2 separate regions of the Mus musculus genome follow, and region 2 is linked to region 1. Evidence: chromatin contacts called from public promoter capture Hi-C data. All regions are on one chromosome and are shown on one strand. Each heading gives the region's core, a stretch centred on a gene start, on an enhancer-like site or on the middle of the called end of the contact. The rest is flanking DNA. Distances are from core to core; before and after follow the strand shown.

Evidence for each region. Promoter capture Hi-C pulls out the DNA fragments that hold promoters and counts their contacts.
Region 2: a contact with region 1 is called in a promoter capture Hi-C map of pre-B cells, with 3 times the contacts expected there. The contact joins the promoter of Suv39h1 here to the promoter of Plp2 in region 1. A contact is called at or near these places in 7 of 39 promoter capture datasets (the C10 cell line, cranial neural crest, embryonic stem cells and 2 more), 1 of 115 datasets of contacts at active chromatin or transcription factors (pancreatic cancer cells) and 2 of 9 other capture datasets (liver and pancreatic islet).

The regions. Positions count from the first base shown.
Region 1 is chrX:7,668,890-7,674,519 of GRCm38.p6, reverse strand. It overlaps Plp2 (proteolipid protein 2), which reads left to right and starts at 3,130. Exons shown (of 5, transcript NM_019755.5): 1 at 3,130-3,377; 2 at 4,762-4,917; 3 at 5,010-5,105; 4 at 5,503-5,593. The coding sequence starts at 3,282. It overlaps Magix (MAGI family member, X-linked), which reads left to right. Exons shown (of 6, transcript NM_018832.2): 6 at 1-1,354.
Region 2 is chrX:8,071,565-8,076,734 of GRCm38.p6, reverse strand. Suv39h1 (suppressor of variegation 3-9 1) reads left to right here and starts at 1,975. Exons shown (of 6, transcript NM_011514.2): 1 at 1,975-2,191; 2 at 4,267-4,412. The coding sequence starts at 2,173.

The DNA of each region.
Region 1 (5,630 bases), core at 1,881-4,380:
AGCTACGTGCAGCTTCCTTCATGCCTCCAGATGGGTCTTTATTTCTGCTTGCTTCCCAGTTTGCTTTGCTAATCCCTGCCCTTCATTCATTCATTTCACTTTCCGAGTACGCACATTACTGCTTGTGATGTGGGGAATGCAGAAGTAGGCCTGTTGTGGGAGTGTCCCAGTAAACTCAGGATTCCCGCATGGAATTCTTCAGACCCTTAGCTGACATCAAGATAGCAAATCTAGAATTCTGGCGCCTTCCTCCACCCAGAGTCTGTGGTCTCCCACTTCCGGCTTGGAAAAACTAGCTTTAACTGTGGTGTATAGACTGCTGTCCCAGGGGCGCGGGCTGGGGCCTTGGACCCCACTTGGAGACAGAGCGGGGAAGGTGTGAGTCAGCGCCTCCAGTAGGCCAGGCTAAAAAGGGCTGTTAGAAGAAGTCTTTGGGCCACGCCTCCTCTTTTCCTTAGACGGTGACAAACTGCACCAGGCGGTCCTAGCCTGGGACGAGACTAAAGTTTCCTCCGCCCTGGGAGTTGAATCCTACTGTCAAAAGCTTATATGGACAGTAGACTCCAACCCAGGGAGCCACAAAGCAGGTCCTGGCCAATGCTACAAATGTCCAGTCACCTTGCTGCTAACCACATCCTGCATCCTCAATCCCATCCCCCAAAGAGGGAAGTTGTGGTCTAAACAGGCAACTTTCCCCCCCACCCCATAAGGAGGAGGGGGGGAAGGGGAGAAATGACAGGTCCTGAGTCTCAGGTGGCAGTGGGGGTGGGGTGGGGCAGACTGCAATCCGAACAGGGACAGCTAGCAGCTGGGGTATAAAAAAGTGAGCACTTGAAGTGTTAGTGTGTGGTGACATGTGACTCAGAGTACAGTGGGAGTATGGTTCCCCAGAAGTCAGGAAAGGGTTCTAGTACACAGTTCCTAAACAGCCACACCCAGGGGACTAATATAGTAACCTCAGCCACCATTTACTTAGTTTAGCTTTACCCTGCTACTAGCTTTAATGGGGGTTTTTATTTCATCTACTTACATGCCTACTCAGCATTAGGTCATTTCCCAAAGGGGGAAAACGAGGCCCAGCGATCGCAAATAGACTGGATGGTGGAGAGCTCAAAGCAGGATTAGTTAAAGCTTGGTTTGGAAGCCTTTCCTCATAATCTTAACCGTATTTGACAAGTCCCAGTTGAACCTCGACCATATACCTGCTCTAGAGTAGTTCTACAGTGACTCCAGGGATAGTAAAAGTAGACCAGTGTCAGACAAGAATGACAAGAATCCATAAAAGATAACTTCCAAGAGAATTGATAGTTACAGAAATAATAATAATAATGATAATAATAATAAAGGTTATGGCTGGAGATTGTTGTATTCCTGTAATTTCTCCACGTGGCCAGCCAAGACAAGAGGATCACGAGTTCTAAGCCATGCTGGACTACCCAGTGAGAGACTGGCTCAAACAAACAACATCAAAGCAAAAAGGACCAGCTAGACTGTGGGAGGGGTGGTGGGCTGCTAGCCTGCTTGAAGACACAGCTTTTGAAGTGGAACCTGAAAGACCAGAAGCCAAATGAAGCCAACGCTGTGGGGGAGGGGCACGACAGTTATGAGAACGGCGAGTACAGAGGCCAGAGCTAAGTTTGTCATGTTCCACAAGTTCAGGTATTTGTCCCTGCTTGAATGCAGGCACTCAACACTGGGGAAAATGTTTCAACCTTTCCATTACTCAGGCATTCTCTCAACAATGGTGACTGTAAAAGGGAACCCCTTTCTTCATTTGGAAGGGACCTATGTTTGGGGCGGGGCAGGCAGGACCTTAGGGTGAATTCTAGCCTTTCAGTGATTGCGTTATACTTGAGTATAAACCAATGTCCAGAACACATTGGGGTGGGGGGAGTGTCCTGATTTCAGGTAACCAGGCACATGTCTCAGAGTTAGACACGACGAAGGCCAGAAGGAATTAATTAATTGCTTAGGAACACACCTCAAAAAGTCAACGTTTGTACCCCAAATTATACTCAAAGACCATCCCCTTACCTTGCCCAACTCTCAGCAAAAATGTGTGCTTTCTCTAGTCTTTCCCTAAAGCTTGTTTGGCCTCTCTTCTCAGAACCATAAAACAGAGGTCCAGTACCGAGGCCGAGAAGAAGTCTTGCCTGGAATTGGCCAGCACGGGTTACTGGGGGGGCTAGGCTCGAAGCAGACTGATGATATAGTCACTAGTATCCACCAGGTCGATCACCAGGTTCCGTTCCCAGTCTCTGCAGCACTGTCACCACCACTGCCCAAACTCTGGGAACTGACTGCATCCTCCTCATCCCAGTTTGGTACCAGTTGACTACAGAACCTGACCTGACCCAATCAGAAACACCTTTCAATTTTTATTCATCTCACTTATTGTGAACAATTACACCAGATCCAGGGGGAATTAAGTCTTACTACCTCAGACCCTGCCTGTTAGGTGGTTCTCAACCTCCCTAAAACTGCGACCCTTTAATACAGTTCCTCATGCTGTAGGACTCCTGACCACGACATTATTTTTGCTGCCACTTCATAAGTGCATTTTTGTTACTGTTAGGAATTGCAGTGTAAACATCTGTGTTTTCTGATGATCTCAAGGGACCCCTGTGAAAGGATCGTTGGACCCCAAAGGGGTCCTTACTCACAGGTGGAGAACCACTGCTCTATGCAAAGGGAAAACTTTTTAAAATTCAGAGCACTCCGAATTCAGGAAACATACCTGGCCTCGAGAATTTCGAGTTTAAACAGGGCCTCAGCTACCCCTTTTTCAGCTAAGGAAACTATTACTTCTTGACCTTTTGGCTAAGTTCAAAAGTAGAAAATCGAGTCACTCCCTTCCAAAGCCAGATTCCCTCGGTAGCTCTTTTGCATTAAAAAGAAAGAAAGAAAGAAAGAAAGAAGGAAAGAAAGAAAGAAAGAAAGAAAGAAAGAAAGAAAGAAAGAAAGAAAGAAAGAAAAAGTGAAGGGTCTACATATTCTTGCTCCTGGTACCTGGAGTTTCCAGGCACCTTGTAGATAAGGCTGTGTGCGGGACCCGTATCGTCTTCGGCCGCAGGGCAAAGGGGGCTTCCGGGGCGGCCTCCACCTGGCCCGGCCCCCTCCGGCCCCGCCTGCTTTGCTAGGCGCGGTGATTCATTCCCTCCTTTGCCCGGGGGGCCCCCTTCCCGGCCAGACGGCGGGACAGACGGCTGGGTGTGCAGCGACCTCGAACCCGTGAGCCAGAAAGCAGAGCTTCTGCGTCCCAGGGACTCCAGTACACCACCATGGCGGATTCTGAGCGTCTCTCGGCCCCCGGCTGCTGGTTAGCCTGCACCAGCTTCTCGCGCACCAAAAAGGGAATTCTCCTGTTTGCTGAGATTGTGAGTGTTCCCCGGCCGGAGGTTGGGTAGAGGCTGAGTGTGCAGGCTGGACCACTGGGTACGGGACTGTGGCGGTTGAGGCAGGCACGTGGTCCAGCTGCTTGCCAGTGGGATGCAGGTGGGTGAGTTTGTGGAGGAGGGTCGAAGCCAGCCAAGATGCAGGGCGTTCGGTGGGGCATGGGCGAAGGGGTGGAGAGCTGGTGGTTCACTGGTGAGGTGAGTTATCTATAACTAATGTTGGGGGCTGGGGATGTGTGGGTGCGTGTGTGGGTGTAGGTTCATAGTGGTCGGAGAGAAGGGGTCCTGGGGAGTGGGAGCCTCTCGTGGCAGGGCGTGGCCGGCCTGGGCACTAGCTGGCGGGCTGGCAGTGCGCCTAAAGGCGGGGCCTGTTGGGGTGGGGTAGAGCTAGTCCCCTCTAGGGTAGGGCGTTCCACACTTCGCCAGTTCTTCCTTGCCCATTTGGGACTGGATGGGAGGTCCTTTGCTCTTTGGATGGTTATAGGGAACCTTGGTTTTTCCATCCCCCTCCAAGTGGGCACCGCCTTTGGGTCACTCATAAAAGAGGTGCGGTTCCTTTAACGGAGCCCTGCCCTTCTAGTGTCAGTCTCCCCCCCCCCCCTTCCCAAAGGGGTTGCCTGGGGAACCGAACGTCCCTCCCCCTCAAGGCATGGACGCTGGCGCCACAAGCGCTCACAAAACACCTGGCAGAGCCACTCCCCTCAGGGAAAGGAGAACTGAAGCACATAATTCGGCATTTTTCTTACTGGTTGACCCTGGGCAAGCCACTTAACCTCTCTGTGACTCACTTTCCTCCTGTGTAAAATAAATGTATCTAGCTCATTAGATTCTCGTGATGATTAAGTGGAATACGACGTGTAAAGCCCTTAGACAATGCTTGGAAGAACACTGAGCATGCGAGAGGTGTTTCGTAATTATCAGATGTCATTTTCTCACTCCTGGTAGTTATTTGAGAAAAATGTTTTTTTTTTTTCTCTTTCTTCCCCATCCTCCCCTACCGTCTCTGGAGCGTGGGTGCAACCTAGGGCCTTGCATATGTTATGCAAATGCTCAGCCACTGAGCTACATCTTGGAAAGTAGATTTCCTCCCCTCCCCCATGGATATTTAGGTTTGAGAGCCCTCTTTTCTAATTTTTTTTTGTTTGTTTTTTTGTTTTTCAAAACAGGGTTTCTCTGTATAGATAGCCTTGGCTGCCCTGGAACTCACTCTGTAGACCAGGCTGGCCTCGAACTCAGAAATCCGCCTGCCTCTGCCTCCTGAGTGCTGGGATTAAAGGCGTGCGCCACCAAGCCCGGCTCCCTCTTTTCTAATTTAAACCATTGCTTTTAACCCGTGGCTGATTGAGCTCCGTTGCTCCCCTCTCAGATACTGTGCCTGGTGATCTTGATTTGCTTCAGTGCATCTACAACATCGGCCTACTCCTCCCTGTCGGTGATTGAGATGATCTGTGCTGCTGTCTTACTTGTCTTCTACACGTGTGACCTGCACTCCAAGATATCATTCATCAACTGGCCTTGGACTGTGAGAAAGGGGCCGGCAGTGCCGGGGCTGGGCAGGGGTTGGGACGTTGGAATGGTCTGCAGCTCTCACCTTTTTCTTGGCCCACTTCGCAGGACTTCTTCAGATCCCTCATAGCAACCATCCTGTACCTGATCACCTCCATTGTTGTCCTTGTAGAAGGAAGAGGCAGCTCCAGAGTTGTCGCTGGGGTAAGGGGCCCAAGAAACAGATGCAAAGTCTGGCCGCAGCAAGGATCATTTGGTGTGAAAACACTGTCCCTTGTCAGACACAGATCTTGTGAGAGGCAAAGGCAGCCCCTTTGTCAACCTGTTAGACTACCACGTGCTAGAACTTTGTCTCTAGTTGTAGGAAGCAAGCCCTCTGCATATGGGGCAATGGGGGTGTCTGTCCTGTGCTGAGAGGTATTGGGGAGATGGGGAGGTAGTAAGCATTCAGACTTCTGACCAGTCCCAGAGGTTTCCAGCCTTCCTAGCATGAGACTGGCGTCACTAACCTACAAGGGCCCCTCCCTGGAGGTGGATACAAAGACATGGGGGCTCAGTAGCAATGCCCCCTAATCCAGTCTCTTCACTCCTATCTATCCAGATACTGGGCTTACTTGCTACGTTGCTCTTTGGCTACGATGCATACATCACCTTCCCTCTAAAGCAGCAAAGACATACAGCAGCTCCCACTGGTAAGTGTGTGTGTGTACACGTATGTGCACACGTGTG
Region 2 (5,170 bases), core at 726-3,225, 400 kb before region 1:
TTTGCCGACTTTCTAAATAGATTTTTTTCTTTGTTCCCAATCTGGCTTTTTCCAGTCACGAGTAAATGAATGTGGGTGCTCTAATTACAGAGGTAATCTTGTCGATTTCAAGCTGGCTGATCAAAGAGTATGGAACCTCCAGCTAGGCAGCTATTTCTGATGGCTGGTTGTCTACCTAGGCTGAGTCACATGATACTGAGCATTCTGACTAAACATCCACAGGTAGTACGGTCAGTGGGATACCTAGACTGACTACCTGCTTATCTGAAAAGGTGAGAGGGAGAATGAATGAGTCCCGGGGTTAGCTGAGGAACAGCTCTGTCAGGAAAGCTCCCCCGTCCCCCTCAGATACATGCATGGTTGCAAAGTATCCTGATAGAATCCAAGTCTCTCTGAGGAACCTAACACTTCAGAAGATTGACCCATAATGGAAATGAGAAAAGATAGAGTCATTATAGGAACCCAGCTTGACTTGACCACAGCCATTTTAGTCAACTTCAGTGGTGGTAGGGCACAGGGCCTCAGCATACTTTCCAAACCTATAGGATAAACAAAGCCATTAAGATAAGGCAGGCTCCAGCTGCAGATGTAGCAGAGAATGACCTTATCTGGCGTCAATGGGAGGGGAGGCCCTTGGTCCTGTGGAAGCTCGATGCCCCAGCAAGTAAGGGGATGCTAGGGTGGTGAGGCGGGAGTGGTTTGGTGGTGGTAGGGGAGCACCCTCATAGAAGCAGGGAGGATGGAGGATGGGATAGGAGGTTTCCAGGGGGAAAATAGGGAAAAGGTTTAACATTTGAAATGTAAATACATAAAATAACCAATTTTTAAAAAAAGGAAAAAAAAAGAAAATCTAAAAAAAAAAAAAAGATAAGTCAGGGAAGCATTTCATGATAACTACTGATGCCCAAATTACTTTAAGCTGATATTTAGTGAAATGGATTTAGAAAAATAATTGATGGGCCACATTGAAGTTTGTGTAGCACGTAACTCTGTCCTCCTGCTGTGCAGTATAGGGTTTCTCATGTCTTGTTGACACTAGAGATATGAATACGTCTGTAAATCTGTAATAATTGCACTTTGCGAAATCCTGGCTCTTTCTAACTCTTCTGGTATATGTGCGTGTTACTGTGGACTGTGTACGTGTGCATACACATATGTAGGCTAGAGGTCAACAGCAGGCATCTCCCTTGATTGTGATCCATTTTCTTTTTAATTCTTATTACATTTATTGGGTGTGTGTATGTGTGTATGCAGACACATATGTAGGTCAAAGGTCAATGGTAAGCATCATCCTTGATTGATCTCATTGTATTTTTTTTAATATTAAATTTATTTGGGGTATGTGTGTATACACCTACCAAAGTGCAGGTGTGAACAGAGGACAGCTTACAGGAATGGGTTCTGTCCTCTAAGAGCAAGCTTGGGGCTCCTGTCTCCCTCCTCCAGCACTTTGTCGCTGGGTGTGGCTCTTACATGGGTGCTGACAATAATTTGTCCTGACCTAATCCCAGTCCACTTCGGGACATGGGTGGCCATTGGAGTTTGAGACGTCTCCTTCAAGGAAGATGGAGAAAGGGCTGCCTGGCTAACAATGTGATGGGGACAGTTTGAGGGAATAGCAGGCTGCCTGACAAGGGTTGTGCTTCTATGAACTCAGACGGCTGCAGGGCACAGATGGATGCTACTATTGACTGAGTGTGAATGAAGAAGCGAGTGATGGAAACGGACATCTGATGGCGGCGACCGACTTATTATTTATTTCAATCAGGTGACTGGCTGAGCACCTATATATATGGCTCTAGGTCCACCCTGGCAGTGAATGCCTGCGCGAGGTTAAAATAAATGACTGGCAGAATTGGGGTTGCACAAAACAAGCCCTTTATGACTGGCTGACGCCGCGATTGGCTAGCAATATGACTGACAAGGGGCGGGTCCTGGAGCAAAGGCAAGCTTTGCTACTGCGCAGGCGCACTCTGAATAAAGGCAGCGAGCACGGGCTCTCGAGACCACTCCTGGTGACGGGAGGAGTCCAGGCACAGCTCCGCGGTTGGTCCGAGCCGGAGCTGCGAGCGGCGAGGAGCGGCCAATCGACTGCGCGTCCCCGGCCACGCCCGCGCGCGCTCTCTTCTCGCGAGGCCGGTTAGGCCCGAATGTTGTTAGCTGTGGAGAAAGATGGCGGAAAATTTAAAAGGTGAAGCTGTGGTGCTAGAGACGCGAGCTACTGGCCCGGCCGAGTAGAATGGAGGGAAGGTGGCCGGGGCTCCAGGCCAGGCGTCCGGAGCTACGGAGCCTGGAGCTGGAAGGCCGGCGCGGCAAACGTGGGGGCCGAGAGCGCGGGCCCGGCGCGCGGGCAGGGCGGGGCTGAGGGGAGGGGGCGCGTGCTTCGGCCGCGGGGGGCGCGGGGCTGCGCAGGCCGCGCGCGGGGTTTCTCGGCCGCGCGCGGCTGGCCGGCGCGCCTACGCGCGTGAGAGAGAGTCCTGAAGGAGAAGGTTGCGGCCACGCGCGGGAAAAGGCGGCTCTCAGTGACCGTTACCCTTTCGGTTTCCACGGGAGACGCCGGAAGGGGAGGAAGAAGTGGAACGGACCCCCTTCTCAAAATGGGGGAGCCGGCGACTCTAGGTGGGAAAGGGATCGAGGCGAGATGGGGGCAGGGTTTTCGGGTAGACGAGTCTCCCCGGAAAGCGGGACTTGGTGGGGGGGCCTCGGTGAGAGGAGGGCTCGGCTCCTCCATGTGCAGGAAAAGAGGGGTGACTTGTGCGTGCTGGGCGGGCTCCTCGGCCTCGAGTAGAGCGCTGAGAAGAGATTCCACAAGTGTGAGCCGGAGCTGCGGTGGGGAGGAGTGCGGCTGCTGGCACTGCAAATGGTATTTGCAGGCCACTTCTTGGGGCTTTCAAAGGCGTTCCAGACGCAGGTTAGAGGCTCCGGGAACCGAGAGGCCTCGGAGGAGAGGGATTAGTCTCTGCTGGGCCTTGGATAAAAAAGGATCAGTGTATATGTACGCAGTGATCTTTTTTTCTTTTGAAGTGTTTGTGTGTTCTTAGGTTACCATCTAGAGCATCTTATTAGGATTGTTTTAGATTTGAGTCGTATGATGGGAGGAGAAAAAAACCATCCTTAAAAGATGGCATTGGCTACTGACAGCATACACCTAGCATCAAGTGGTTTTGTGACATATTTTGATTTTTTAAAAATGGCTTCTAAAATTACGTTGAAGAAGGGATGTGCTCTGAAGCAAAAAAATGTGTATACTTTAAATCCGCTTCTCTTGAACAATAATTTTGGTGACCAAGAGTCATTGTCGGGGCTTACCTACCACATGTATTGTTTACATGTTCCTGAATTGAGAGCAGATCCCTTCGAATTGAGTTGTACTTTTCACCCCCGAGACAGGGATTTTTTTTTTCCTTGAGACAGACTACGGCTGTCCTAGAACTCAGAGATCAGCTTGTCTCTGCCTTTCCTGGGTCTAAAGGTATGCACCACTATGCCCAGTTTAATGTAATATCTTTCTACAATCTTTATAATTACAAAACCTAAAGTCCTTTGAAATAAAAGTCTTTCTTAAATGTGTCACTAATCATGGCAAGGGATTTTTAAAAGTGAAATTATTCAGTGAGAATATTTAATGTGAAAAATCAAGGCTTTTGCTATAGATGTGTTTGCTGTTAATGTGTTTTGAGTATAGATGGCTTAATGTCCTATGCCAGGAATTCGCCTAAAATTACTTGTGTAAAATTCCCAAATGTTTGAATTCCAAAATCCAGTGGCCCAGGAGTTTCAGATAAGTGAAGACTTTATAGCAACACCTCTGTTTGTTGCCCTAGGGATTTTTGTCCTACCCTGACTCTCTTAGTTAACGCACCCCAGTCTTTTGCAAAGTGCAAAGAGCATTGCTTAAGGCTCTGACCGAAGGTAAGTCTGCAGGCAGCTTAAGGCCTTGGATGTTCTGCCAGTGGATCCCTTTATGGACGGGCCCATTGCTACAAGCGCCACTTCATCCTTGCCATTCCAGAGTTAGGGGGCCAGAGTTTGGAGTAGAAGATTCTCCCAGATGAGGGCATAGGTCCTCTGATAGGAGAACTGGACCCTTCCATGTGCAGGGAAAGACAGGTTGATGCTTCCTGGTGTGTAGGCTTATTTCCAGGTGTTGCCCTGAGAATTGAGCATTAGGGTTCAAGGAATTGGCACTTCCTGTTGCAGAGGATCTTAGCTTTGGGTAAGGCCCGTCGATTACATTTTTGTGAGTCTTTGGCCTTCTCATTCTAGGTTGCAGTGTGTGCTGTAAATCTTCTTGGAATCAACTGCAGGACCTGTGCCGACTAGCCAAGCTTTCTTGTCCTGCCCTTGGTGTTTCTAAGAAGAATCTGTATGACTTTGAAGTTGAATACCTGTGTGATTATAAGAAGATCCGTGTAAGTCTGGTGTGAGTGTGTGTGTAGAGAGAGAGAGAGAGAGAGAGAGAGAGAAAGACAGATACTACACTGGCAGGGGACCCTCTTCTCCACCAACCCCACATCTGTTTGCAAAGAGGATTTTTCTCCTCTGATTCTTCCTGGGGGGAAATAGAATGAATTGACCCTCTTATTTCCATTTTACAGGGAGGGAAATAAAGTGGCTTTCTCAGAGAACAAGAGGCAGAATGAATCCTCCAATGCATGTTTGTTTCCACCTAGAAATACAAAACTAGTTACCAAGTTGATACTTTGTGCCTAAGAGTGGAAGTAAAAGATGGCAACAGGTAGAGTGCCCAACCATAAACAGTTACTGATGCCACAGAAGTAGTAGCAGGATAGTTAGAGGAGCCCACTGAAAGTAGCATGCTTAGTTTAAATGTAGCCTTCATTTTCTGTCTATAAAATGGGAGGGGCTGGCCGAGTATGGTGGCCCAAGCCTTTAATCTCAGCACTGGGGAGGCAGAGGCAGGTTGATTTCTGAGTTTGAGGCCAGCCTGGTCTACAAAGTGAACTCCCGGACTGCCAGGGCTACACAGAGAAACCCTGTCTTGAGCCCCCCCCCCCCCCAAAAAAGGAGGGGCTGGAGTTGTTAGAATTAGTTCTGGGTGTGTCAGCTGCTCAGGACAATACCTGCTACATAGTGAATGCTACAGCAAATTTTAGCTGTTTTTCCTTCCTTTTCATCTTTAGTTTTAGGTAGGGTTCTCCCAACCTGA